Regions from separate parts of the Mus musculus genome. Here region 1 is linked to region 2. Evidence: chromatin contacts called from public Hi-C data. All regions are on one chromosome and are shown on one strand. The core of a region is the stretch at or near the end of the contact, and the rest is flanking DNA. Distances in the headings are between cores, read along the strand shown.

Region 1 (5,878 bases), core at 1,458-3,957, 180 kb after region 2:
AGAAACTTGTTATTTTAATGACAGTTGGGGGGATCTGAGCACAGAAAAGGAGAGAGATGGGCGCTCCCCTCCAATTCCCACCAAGGGCTTCGAGTGGCAAGGCCTCTCTAGGGCAGCTCACTCTCTGCCACGGCAGAGGGTCCAGAGAGCAATGAAGCCCTCTTGGACAATCCACTGGGCAGCTACTGATGGAGCTGGGCAGGCAGACTTCTGGAGATGCCTTCAGAGGGAGCCTGGCTCTCTGGGGTGGGAGGGTCTGGGCAGGTGAGGCAGAAAGAAAAAGCCCAGTCTCCACAGATTGGGTATAGGAGACCATGGCAGTTGCTGGATCTTTGGGCAGAGGCTGACAGGGCCATGCAAGGTTGGATTCTGTACCTACTTTCCTCCAAGGCTGCAGAGAAGGGGGTCCTTCACTCTGTAGTTAGCGTTGAGCATAATAGAAGTGACACCGTGTGCTCCTCTGCCCCAGACAGTCATCCCTGAAGCACACTCTATTACAGACGTAAACAATGGGACCCAGGACAGAGGAGACATGCTTGAAGTGTCAACTGTTTAAGAGGAGTAACGTATCTACTTTCGGTCGTTTTCCTTGGAAACTGCCAAAGTCCTGGTGCTGCACATACCAGGAGGGTGGGGTAAGGCCTACTCTGCGATCTGAGATGGTCTCATCAGCCAGCGGGAGAACTCAGACAGGACTCACCCTCAGACCCCTCCTTCCATCCTAAGCAGCTGGGAGAGCTGTCAGGATCACCCAGAATTCACTCCCTGCCATCTTCTTCACGTGGCTTGCTTTCTTTCCGTCTTCAAGGTCTATAGTGAAGACAGCAGCTGCTGCTGCCTCAGTTTCCCCCACAGTCACTTCTGTCACATATCTGCTTCCAAAGTAGGGACTTCCCTACCCTAGGGAAGGCATTTTGTTCTAGGTCTGTGGGGATCCTGCTAAGACTCCAAGACACCTTAAAACAGATCTCCCTGCTTTCTTTTCTTCCATCCTACTGTGTGTCTGTGTGTGTGTGTGTGTGTGTGTGTGTGTGTGTGTGTGTGTGTGTGTAGCCAGCCTTGGCTACATCATTGTCTCTGGAGCAGTAGAAATGAAGGAGTCTCATGCTCACGGTCAAGGACCTGCTACTGACTGGTGTTGATGAAGGGGCTTCTGGGAAAGGGAACAATAAGGGAGGCAAGACTGGCAGGGTCCAGTCCAGCTGAGGAGGAGTCTGCACACTGGCTCACTGGTCTAGCTCCAAATGCCTCTCTCACGGAAGGCACGGGGGGGGGGGTGCACTTGGGGGCTGAGGGGAGGAACTGGCTCTCCCATGCTCCCTACCTCCTGCCAGGCAGGGCAGAGTCAGAGGTTCAGGTCCTGATGCCCTCAGGCTAACTGGACAGCCCCCAGATGGCGGCCGCACTGTGGACCACGAATCGCTGAGGTTTTCCTTTTCCGAGCAGCGCGTTTCCCTAAATTGTCTTTGACTGCGTGCATGGGTAATGAAAGTTTATGCCCTTGTTAGAAGGACAGGCGGCCAGTTCCAGTTAGAACTGGGGTTGTCTCCCTGCCAGTCCCCTCAGCCCCCTCCCCAACAGGGGAGAGAGAAAGAGACAGAGAGAGATAGAGAGACAGAGACAGACAGACAGACAGACAGACAGACACATAGAGAAAGGTGGTATGTGTGTGTGTGTGTGTTTGCACACAGTCACAAGAACAGCCCCTCCTTCCCCGGTGAATAAGAAGGGCTGTTAGGGGAAGGGAGAGGGGACGAAAAAAAAAAAAAGAAAAAAATTTCCATATTTGTGTAAGTTGCTTTAAAAGCATTTTATCATGTCATAAAAAAGGGAAAGTACTCTCAGAAATTGATCCTCTCTGCCAGCCCATTGGACAGAAGGACGTTGGGATGTTAATGGCCATCCTGCTCCAGGGTGGCTTATTAAAAAATTTATACATAAATGCTTAAAATTGCATAAATTATTTAAAAAAAACCAACAAAGTAAGCAATTTGAATTCCCTCCTTTCCACCCCTTCACTCGGTCCCCCCTTCCCCAGTCCCTCCTCAGGGCCTTCCTGGTCCCCAGGCTCCTGTCCCCTCCTTGGGGTGTTCCCTTCTTTTCTCCACTTCCCGCCACACCCCAGACAGAGTCTGCCCTGCCTTCCTTAGGGGCTTCCCTGCCCCACCACAAATTAATGAAACAGCCGGCCCACCACCACCAAACACTCACATGCACACGCGCTAATAAAAACACCACTAATAATGCCCCAAATCTCGAAATTAAATATTAAGGCCAAAGGAGGCGGACGTGGAGTGGGGCCGCCGCCACCGCCACCGTCGCTGAAGTTGGAGCTGATGAGTGTGTCTCTCGCAGGCGTGGAATGTCACCCACACATCCTGGAGACCGGAGTGGGGAGTTTTATGATGGTTTTTCATTGATTTGTTTCCCCAGCGCAGCTGCCGACCTCTATTGAGGGACAAACATAATCAGCACTGACGCAAATTAGATGGTTATTCGTTTTGAAAATTGACAGAAAAACAATAAAAAAGATGAAATGCTCCCAAATCAATAGATATAATGAAATTCAAATAATCCGAGAGATGAGGTCTCCATGGCAACTGATAATGTGGAAAAGAAAACAATTTAATAAAGGACAGACACACTTTGAAAACAGATTGGGCCCGGGGAGGGGGGCGGGCTGGCGGGCGGAGGGCTGGAGTGCGGGCGAGTGAAGGATCACTGTCCGTCCCAAGGACACCCGCCATAATTAAGCGAAGCTTTCGGCCCCAGAAAGTGCAGATTCAGGTTTTAATACACAAAATTATTTCAGGAGCAGTGAATCGGAAAGTCGTTTGTAATGACCTTCCAGAGAGCCCGGGCGCAGGGCATGTTGGAGGCTGGGCGGCCAGGCCGGCTGAGTTATGGCATATTTGTGTTTTTATAGTGCAGAGGGGAGGGGGTGGTGGTGGGGAGGGGGGGGAGAAGGTTAAACAGTATTTACAGCTCAGTTGTTTTCAGAGAGGAAAGAGAAATAGAGTTCATGGAGAGATGCAGCGGGCAGGAGGCAGGCGGGTGAGCCAGGGAGGCCTCCGTTGCGATCTGCGGGGAGGGGAGGCGGGGCCAGCAGGTCTGCCCCTTAGGATGCCTGACCCGCTGTCTGTCTCCCAACTATAGAGGGTACTCAGAGCTGCCACCCTGCTCTGGTTCCCGGTATGGCTCAGCTAGTGTTGTCTGGGGCCTCCCTGAGGACGGATGGCAGCCTATCTATGGCCAGGCTTTGGACCCCACAACTGTGCCTACTCAGTAAACGGGTGGGGCTTTGCTGAAGCTGCTACCAGAAGGTCGCTCTGCTGAGCCTCATATTCTTCTGACTCTGCCCGGCACCATTCATTTAGGTGACTCTTTCCTTCTGGAGCCCGGTGCTGGGACTCAGTGGGTGAGGACCCAGACGAGCACCTGAGGACCACGTAGCTTCTCTTTGGCTCTGTGCCCCCCACCCCCCTCTTACGAGTACCTGCCTTGAGCTCAGTTTCATCGTGTTTGAAGACCCAAGGGCCTCAGAGAGGAAAGGGACCACTTAGATCCTTTCTATGGTCTTCCGGAGCCACCTGCTTGCAGCAGGGTAGTTCAGGAATTAAGAAACCATCCCTGGGAAGGCCTGGCATCTCTTTTTCATGCTGCCTCCCCCTGGCATCAGGAACTATGTTGTGTTCTATTACCATGATCTCAAAGCCTGGGCCACTCTGTGGACTCACACGTGCACATAATGTAAATACACAACCATAGAGACCTGCACACATATACATGTGAACGTGTGTGTGTGTGAGTGTGTGTGTGTGTGTGTGTGTGTGTGTGCACGCGCGCGCAGCCATGCATACAAACACAAGTAGGCAGGCACAAGTGTGTGTTTGCTCAGTTTGTGTTTTAAATCTCCCCTGGGTGGTAACTCTCTTTTTTCTCCCCCTTCCTGTTTGGCTGTGACCTGGGGGAGATTGATAGCCAGCCTGTGCGGTGGATGCTAACAGTTCCCCTGATTTATAGAGTTACTTACGCTAAGTGAGGCCACTTAGACGCGTCTGGATAGTAAACCTTTTAACTGAACTAAAAGAAAAAAAAACATAATAAATAAATAAACAAAGGGGGGCAAGCTAGGGCCCGGTGACCAAGCCCCGCCCACGCCCTGGTGTGGATCTGTTAAGAGCCAAGAACCCTAGGGGAGCCAAGAACCCTAGGGTAGCCGCAACTATGCCTTCCTTCTTCTGAAGCCCTTGTGCTCCCAGCCAAGGTTGGAATCAGGCCCAAGAAGGGATGTCCCTCTTTTAGGGTACAGTTCCTGGCCAGGAGAGCTAGAGAAGGGGACTCTTCGTATGGAGATAGGCTGAGCAGTGAAGTGGGAGAGGGAGGAAACGAGGGGGTTCCTGTCCAGCACCCCTTCCTCGCCTACATGCTTTCATGTTACAGCTGTGTTTTTTGCCACAGTGATGGCTCTTGTAATTACTTTGGAGATTTGTTCCAACATCTGTAGCGAGCAAGCCACTGTGTAGGAGCCAGGCTAATGCAGGAAGTCAACAGCCTGCCTTATTTTCACAGCACAGCCTCCTGTTCCAACCCAGGTGCTGGCCCGGAGACAAAGGCACACGGCTACCAAATCGGGGCTTGTAGTCTGTGAAGTATAAGCTTCTCGTGGGTAGCCAAGGCAGAAACCCCAACAGCACACCACCTCCGAGGCCCCTGGGACAGCTGGTTGGAAGGCCGTGGGAGGCGTGTGTGTGGGGCTTAAGCCTCTGTGGCCTTGGACATCTGAGCCTGGTGGGAGTTGTGCTCTAGTGCTGACTGGGTGACAGAAAGCAATTACAGGCTCATTGCTTCTGCTCATCTGGAAGTGGGGACAGCACAAGTGACAGAGTGGGATAGGAGGGAATAGCCAAGGGAACTACCAAGGTATGTGCCCAGGCATATTCTCCTGCATAGCCGAGGCCCTGTAGGGTGTCACTGGCTATGTGACACTGTGGGCTAGGAAAGTCACCGGAGCCACCCAGCAGTGCCCATGGCCCCGGAGCTTTTGGCCAAAGGCAGGCAAGGCCCCATGCGCCCCCACCCCAGGGGACTGGCTGCTGGCCCCCGCCTCCCCACCTCCTGATATACAGCAGGCATTAGGCCGCCCAAAGGGGATACTGCATCCTTAGGAAGAAATATGTCCTCATTTTTCTTAAACACCGTTTCCACTGAGTGAAATGTTTAGAAGGGACGCGCAGGGAGAACTTTATTTCCTACCAGGGAGTTCAGAGCCACCAAGCAGAGACCATAAAGCACGGGAGCCCGGTGGCTGACAGGCAGCCTGGCCACGAAATACGTTACTCATGGGGGCAGAGGTAGGGGGCTGCCAGGCCTGCCCAGCCCCATGGGACTGCCCCCACTCCGACAGGATCAGCAACTCCGAGACCAGGGCTATAAGTCGGTGGGCATCAAGACTTTCCTATTGTGCTTGTCTGAGAGAGGGGGTCTGGGTGGGCCAGGTGAGGAGCCAGCAGCGCCTCCAGCTCCCCCTGGTCTTGTCTTCATGGTCAGGGAGGTTAGGGGACATGGGCCCAGGTACAGCCCTCTGAGCCCCCCTTTCTCACCCAAGCTGGCAGGAGCTCTGGCCTTCCCAGCCTTCAGAGGGAGTGGAGAGATTCATGCCATATCGGGCCCTTCTCCCGAGGCACTCCCTTCATTCGATTTCTGAAGCTGGCTGATTTGAATATTTATAAATATCAGTAAATTATTTATTGTAGCAATCTGCTGCACCATTTTATCCATCGCGGTTAACACTTTAGGAGGCTCCGAGTTATGGGGACAGGAAGTGAGGTTGAAGAGGAAATGGGACAGGGGACGAGAGACACTCCTGTCGGGAAGC
Region 2 (5,925 bases), core at 687-3,186:
TTCATTCCCGTCAACATCTCAGATGAGGCAACCGAGCAGAGCAGAAGCAAGCGTGTAATCCAGGCCACACCTGAAAGATTCTAAGTCCAAGGTTTCTAAATGGTTGTCACACGTTATCATCGAGCTGGCCGTCGTTCCTTGAGAGGTAATTTGGGACCCTGTGTGTGTTTCCTGTGGGTCCCATTTGCACACTTGCCGTCATCAGTCTGGCTGTCTCCCCCCACCCCCTACCCCAAAGCAACAGTGTTTGCAACCCACGTTCCCTCAGCCTCGAAGGGCTTGCAGAGAGGCTCCAAGCTGGCTGACCTCTTGGCGAGTGGTTCTAGGACACAGACTGTCTGGGTAGAAGAGTGGAGTTCTGTTCTGCCCCAAGTGTCTCTGCTCATCCCAGCTTCAGGCTGAGGGGAGAGTGAAGCTCCGTTCACACCTGAGCAGTGTGGTATGGAGCCGGGGAGTCTGCCTTTCTGTGCCTCAAGTCTCTCATCTGCTTATGGTTCTGATTTGCAGAGTCGCTGAGACTATGTGTCCCAGGTCAACATAGCACCCAGCCACCCACTTAGATCCATGCTCCCAACCACTATGTCACCCCTTCCTTCTAGGTTACTAAGGTTGGGCCTTGGATCAGGCGAAAGCGACAGTAATTGGAGTAGATGAACTGTCAATAGAAAGGCCACAGCGGGGGTGGGGTGGTGGGGGGTGGTGGTGGTGGTGGTGGTGGAGAAATGGCTCAGTGGTTAAGAGCATTGACTGCTCTTCCAAAGGTCCTGAGTTCAAATCTCAGCAACCACATGGTGGCTCACAAACATCCATAATGAGATCTGATGCCCCTTCCTGAGGTGTCTGAAGACAGCTACAGTGTACTTAAATATAATAAATAAATAAATAAATAAATAAATAAAATCTTTAAAAAAAAAAAGAAAGGCCACAGGGATGTGAGGGCGGCTGTAAGGGACACATGGGCACTTGGCTTCCTTAAGTACCTTCCTGTTAGGAGATGGTGGCCAGCCCAGAGAGCAAGTGACCACACCAGGGGTCCTAGGGATAACAGGCATGTTGCAACATATGCTAGGGGAAAGGGACTTTCTCTTGATCATCATCCTCCAAAGGGTGATTTTTATTTATTTATTTTTATTGTATGTATATGAGTGTTTTGCCTGCGTATTAGTGTGTATGTCACGTGGATGCCTGATGCCTGAGGAGGCCAGAAGAGGGCATAGGATCTCTGGAACTGCAGTTACAAATGGTTATGAGCTGTGGGTGCTGTGAGTCTAACCCAGGTCCTCTGTAAGAGCAGCGAGTGTTCTTAACCCTGAGCCACCTATCTCTTCAGAGCATCTCCCCATCCCCTTTGCAAGGAGAGGTAGGGTTTCAACGATGTAGACCAGGTAGACCTCGAATTCATGAGATCCTCCTTCTCTGCCTCCAAATGCACACCCAGCTGCATCTTCTTAACAACAACAACAACAACAACAACAAAAAACCTTTGTATTTTTTACTCTTCAAAGGATTGGATTTCATTATGACATTTTCATGCCTATATATTATTGTACTGTGCTCCACCCCTCCCCCACACCTCAGACTTATAAATATTCCACAGCAACTTGGAAGTACTTGTGAAACTGCTTGCACTCCTTTGAATTAAGACCCTGCGTTGTCCAGGCTTGCCCTTCCTGGAGGCTGCACTGCAGGCTTAGCCCAAGCCCAGGTTCAGAGGCCCTGGAGGTGCCAGGCTTCCCCATTCTGCCCCACCGCACACATGGATCTCACGCTTGGCATGTTCCCCGATTCTGGTAGCCTCGCTTCCTGATCAGTCTTGGGGTTTCTGGAGCGAGGAGGGTGTGCGTGGGGCGCGAAGTTTCCGGGCTGCAGGATCTGCTGCGTGGGGGCCCGTTTGGGCCGGGTCGCGCGCTGCCCGCGACCGCCGGTAGGGGGCGCCTTAGTCATGCATTATTCATCGGCAGCCCGCGTCGCTCGCCTTCCCCCGCGCGGGCTGCGGGCTGCGCGGAGGAGCGGGAGCGCGGAGCCTTCACAATATTGTGGCAGCTTCGCGAATGACGGCTGCGGGGAGGCGGGGGGCGCAGCCTCAGGCGGCGGCGGGGGCGCGGGCGCGGGCGGGGAGCGGTCCCGGATGGGGGCGAGGAGGGGCTGGTTCAGGGTGAGGGCAGAGCCTGCAGCATCCGTCTGTACGTCCAGGCATCCTCTTTTCCTTCCATCAAGTCAGCCAGCACTAGGGAACATCTGGCCGGGGCGGGCGAGGTGTAGGGGACGCGATGGTGAATAAGGTAGGCCTGGTCCCTGTCCTTTCAAAACTTCATCTCCAAGTGGTCAGGGAGACACATTTAAAAGCAAGCAGATAATTCAGATAGTCCCAGGTAAGCGTGCACTGTATAAGCGAGCGCCACGGGCATGGTGGACCGGGAGAGAGCTTCTGAGAGGCGGTGACAGTGTGCAAAGATGAACCTGACTTTGAACATTCCAACCTCTGGCCTTTCTCCCTGTCTCCCTCAAGGCCTCACGGAAATCAGCTCCTCTCACCCTCAGTCACCCAAGAAGTCAGGAGGGTTTTGATGAGACCTGGATGGGGGCACGAATCCAAACTATGGGGTCCCTGCCTAGCCACCCTCTGGGATCAACCCGGGATGGCAGGAGCCCGAGTCATCTCAGCTCTCAAAGCTCCCACCTCTTACTCTGCTCCAGGAGAGGAGTTGGGAGGGAGACACGGAGGGCGTGGGCTCAGGGTCACCAGCAGCATCAGGTTTCCTTTCACTTGTACAAAGACTCGTTGACGCCTGAGCACGTCAATACCCTTAATGACAGGGAAAGGAGCTGGGACTCCAGACCGGTGCCCCCACTCCGCCTCCCCCTCCCCTGCTCTCCCCTCTGGGCCCATCTTCTTCCTCTTCTGTGCCTTCTCTCTCCTATCTGTCCCCCTCTGTCTCCTGTCTGTCCTTCCTCTCCTTTCTCTTTTGGCCCTCTGTCTAGTCCTGATGTCTTGCTTGCCTTCTCTCTCCTCTCCTCTCCTCTCCTCTCCTCTCCTCTCCTCTCCTCTCCTCTCCTCTCCTCTCCTCTCCTCTCCTCTCCTCTCCTCTCCTCTCCTCTCCTCTCCTCTCCTCTCCTCTCCTCTCCTCTCCTCTCCTCTCCTCTCCTCTCCTCTCCTCTCCTCTCCTCTGACTCCTTTCTTTCTCCTTCCCCAGTCCCCACAGCAACTGTACACACGCTAACTCACACCCTGCAGCTTCAGACCCCAGCTAGACTCTGACTCCTCTGTCCCTCCAGACCCCTTGAGATGCCGCTGGCCTCCTGGAGGCAGGGCCTATGTGATGGTGGCACCTGAGCAGAGGTCGCTCAGCTTTTGTCCTGCGACCTCTGCCCCAAAGGCTCACGGGTAGCAGTCCTTGCACTGCCCCGGGGCATGCTGGGGGATGTAAATGGCAAGTTTGGGGTGGGGCTAGGCTGAAGAGGAGAGTTTGAGGAGGATTTTCTGTTTTGTATTTTTTATGACCATATATAATTTCGCGTTTCTCCCCTCAGCCTCTGCCTCCTTGGCTCCCAGATGTGTCCCACATTGAAGAATTATCTCTCCTCCCTAGAGTGAAATAAATGCAATCAATATGAGTATTGCTCTCAGGGCCTTGAAATATTACATTAATGTTCCATGTGGTGACATTTTAGCTGGAATTTTCAAATACATTATGATGGTTCAAATTAATATTTATCAGAGCAGCTTTTATATTTTGCAAAAGAGAGAGAGAGAGAGAGAGAGGGAGAGAGAGAGAGGGAGAGAGGGAGAGAGGGAGAAAAGGAAAGACAGAGAGAGCATTATTAAAATACAAAATGCAGATGAAGTCTAAAATCGATGGTTCATTTTCCAGCACTTTCCAGGGGCTGTCTTTAGCTTTCTGGGTTTGTTTTAAAATTTATTGGTGTTCCAGGCAAATCTATTGGGCTCGCAGAACCCCCTGGCCAGCCTCCCCTCTCCATCCCCTTTAGCAGGCTATGGGTCTCTTCCTTTTCTGCCTTTCCCTCTTTATTATCCTGAAATGTAAATTACGACATTAGCCCAGTCCTTATTTTTTTTTTAAACTCTCCGATGATTAAATCTGCTACACGACATCTTTGTCCTTTCTATAAATTAAATCATCTTGGCTTTGCACCTCCAGCTCAGGGCGGATGCCACACGGGTGTCCAGGCAGCAGGCCTCTGAAGAGGAGGTCTGTGGTTCTTGGTCCCTTCAGAAGCGGACATGGGGGCAATCTGTGGGGCAGGGGGATTGCTTCCAGCTCCTGGTTTTTCTGTAAATAAGAAATGTGGAGTGGAGGGAGGAGGTTGGAGAACACTCCACTTTATTTCAGTCACTTCCAAACTGATTACTCTGTGAAGTGGAAAATCTAGGCAGATTAACGGTTCCATCTCTCTTTTCTTTCGCTCCCCCCACCCCCGCCTCCTCTTGTCTTTCTTTCTTTTTTTTCACTCCCAGGGTCTTCTCCTATTTTTTTTTCCTTTTTTCAAGTTGTATTAAAAAATAATTAATGGGGACCAGCAAGATGTCTCTCAGCAGATAAAGTGCTGGCCACACAAGCCTGACAGTGTGAGTTCGATTCCCCAGAACCCACATGAAGGTTGAGGGAAAGAACTGACTTCGTAAAGTTGCCCTATGGTCACAGGCATGTGATGTCACCCAAGTGTGCACACACATAATTTTTTAAATATGTAATTTAATATATATAGTCCAGCATCTTTGGGGACAATGTGTTCCTTGGAAGACTCTCCCCAGTCTTAGCCACACAGGCTGTGTCCGGGAGCTTTGCGAATGTTAACAGTGCCCATTTCACTCCTAACTTGTTATCTTTTGCAGATTTTTTATTTCTTTTTATTTTTTTTGAGTCTTCCTCCCTTGAGTTCTGGGTGAGAGATCCGGCTGGAAAGAATGCATGTTGTCAGGTGCATAAGGCAGCACACACACACACACACACACACACACACACACACACACACACAGACACGGCAGCTCACACGCACCAGCACGTAACCGCAAACGCAGCCATAGGGAGACCGTAGGACTGACTACAGAAAGCGAGCCACCCTCCCAATTTCCCCTCTGCTGCTGATCTGGCCAAAAAGAACGACAGGAAACTCAAAAAAAGAAAAGGAGAGGGGATCGATTATTCGACCTGTACTTGAACCCGGCTGAAAGAGATAAAGCGGAATTTTCAATAGGTCCCCTGCCCTTTTCACCAGGAGGGAAAGAGGAGAAGAAAAACAAGAGATATTTATATGACAGCAGCTGCTGGAAATAGCATTTCAGAGCCATTAAAAAAAAAAAAAAGGCAAAACAAAACTCAATGGGAAAAGAAGAACGGGACTCCTTGCTTGCTCCCCAAAAGGCAAGACAGGCAGCCAGCAAGCATCCCCGGCTGAAATGCGTGCATGCCTCCTATAGATCTGTTTGAAATTATACTTGTCATTGAGGGGGAATTTATGCTTCTATTGATCTGCAAAAGGAAAATATTAAATGGTTTGGTTTTGATCTTTCGGTGACCCCGAGGTCAAGGGTAGTAGCAGATTAGTATTCATAGAATTCATCACGGAATTGCAGCCTGCGTCCACTTTATGCAAACACGCTCCAAACACGCCTGGTGAAGCAGGCAGCAAATGGCCAATGACAAGGAAAAAGCCAGCAGCCTTCCCTCCCACCCTGCGGGGCTCTCTGTCTTCCATACCCTCCGGGAGGAAAAAAAAAGACAAAACCCCGCTAAGGGGCCAGTGGATGTACAGATGAGACACCCACGGTTCTCATGGATCTGCACAAAAGGTGGGCTCCCAGATAGGGGAGGGTCAATGGATCCGGAGTGCCGCAAATGCAAACCAGAACAAGCCACTCCACTCGCTGAAAGAACCAGAAACCTGAGCCCGAGGGGTCAGGCG

The links. A called contact is a pair of places that touch in the nucleus more often than the background predicts.
Region 1: a contact with region 2 is called in a Hi-C map of the N1E-115 cell line, with 5 times the contacts expected there. The contact joins two enhancer-like sites. A contact is called at or near these places in 8 of 39 promoter capture datasets (the C10 cell line, cranial neural crest, embryonic stem cells and 5 more), 2 of 15 datasets of contacts at CTCF or cohesin (embryonic stem cells and large pre-B cells), 18 of 484 Hi-C or Micro-C datasets (the N1E-115 cell line, bone marrow-derived macrophages, cardiomyocytes and 8 more), 20 of 115 datasets of contacts at active chromatin or transcription factors (cardiomyocytes, craniofacial prominence, differentiating embryonic stem cells and 8 more) and 3 of 9 other capture datasets (adipose tissue, embryonic stem cells and embryonic trunk).

The regions. Positions count from the first base shown.
Region 1 is chr4:148,919,409-148,925,286 of GRCm38.p6, forward strand. All of the region lies in intron 4 of Casz1 (castor zinc finger 1), which reads left to right. Among named protein-coding and RNA genes, the nearest start is that of Gm15969, 4.5 kb to the left of the region's middle. Within about 2 kb of position 2,708, at least 26 of the 459 cell types and tissues checked have an H3K27ac peak or open chromatin away from gene starts, as enhancers often do. A contact at or near this core is called in the N1E-115 cell line, where this site is marked.
Region 2 is chr4:148,740,910-148,746,834 of GRCm38.p6, forward strand. It overlaps Gm32897 (a long non-coding RNA gene), which reads right to left. Exons shown (of 3, transcript XR_390956.2): 3 at 3,994-4,292. Among named protein-coding and RNA genes, the nearest start is that of Gm32897, 3.5 kb to the right of the region's middle. Within about 2 kb of position 1,937, at least 45 of the 459 cell types and tissues checked have an H3K27ac peak or open chromatin away from gene starts, as enhancers often do. A contact at or near this core is called in the N1E-115 cell line, where this site is marked.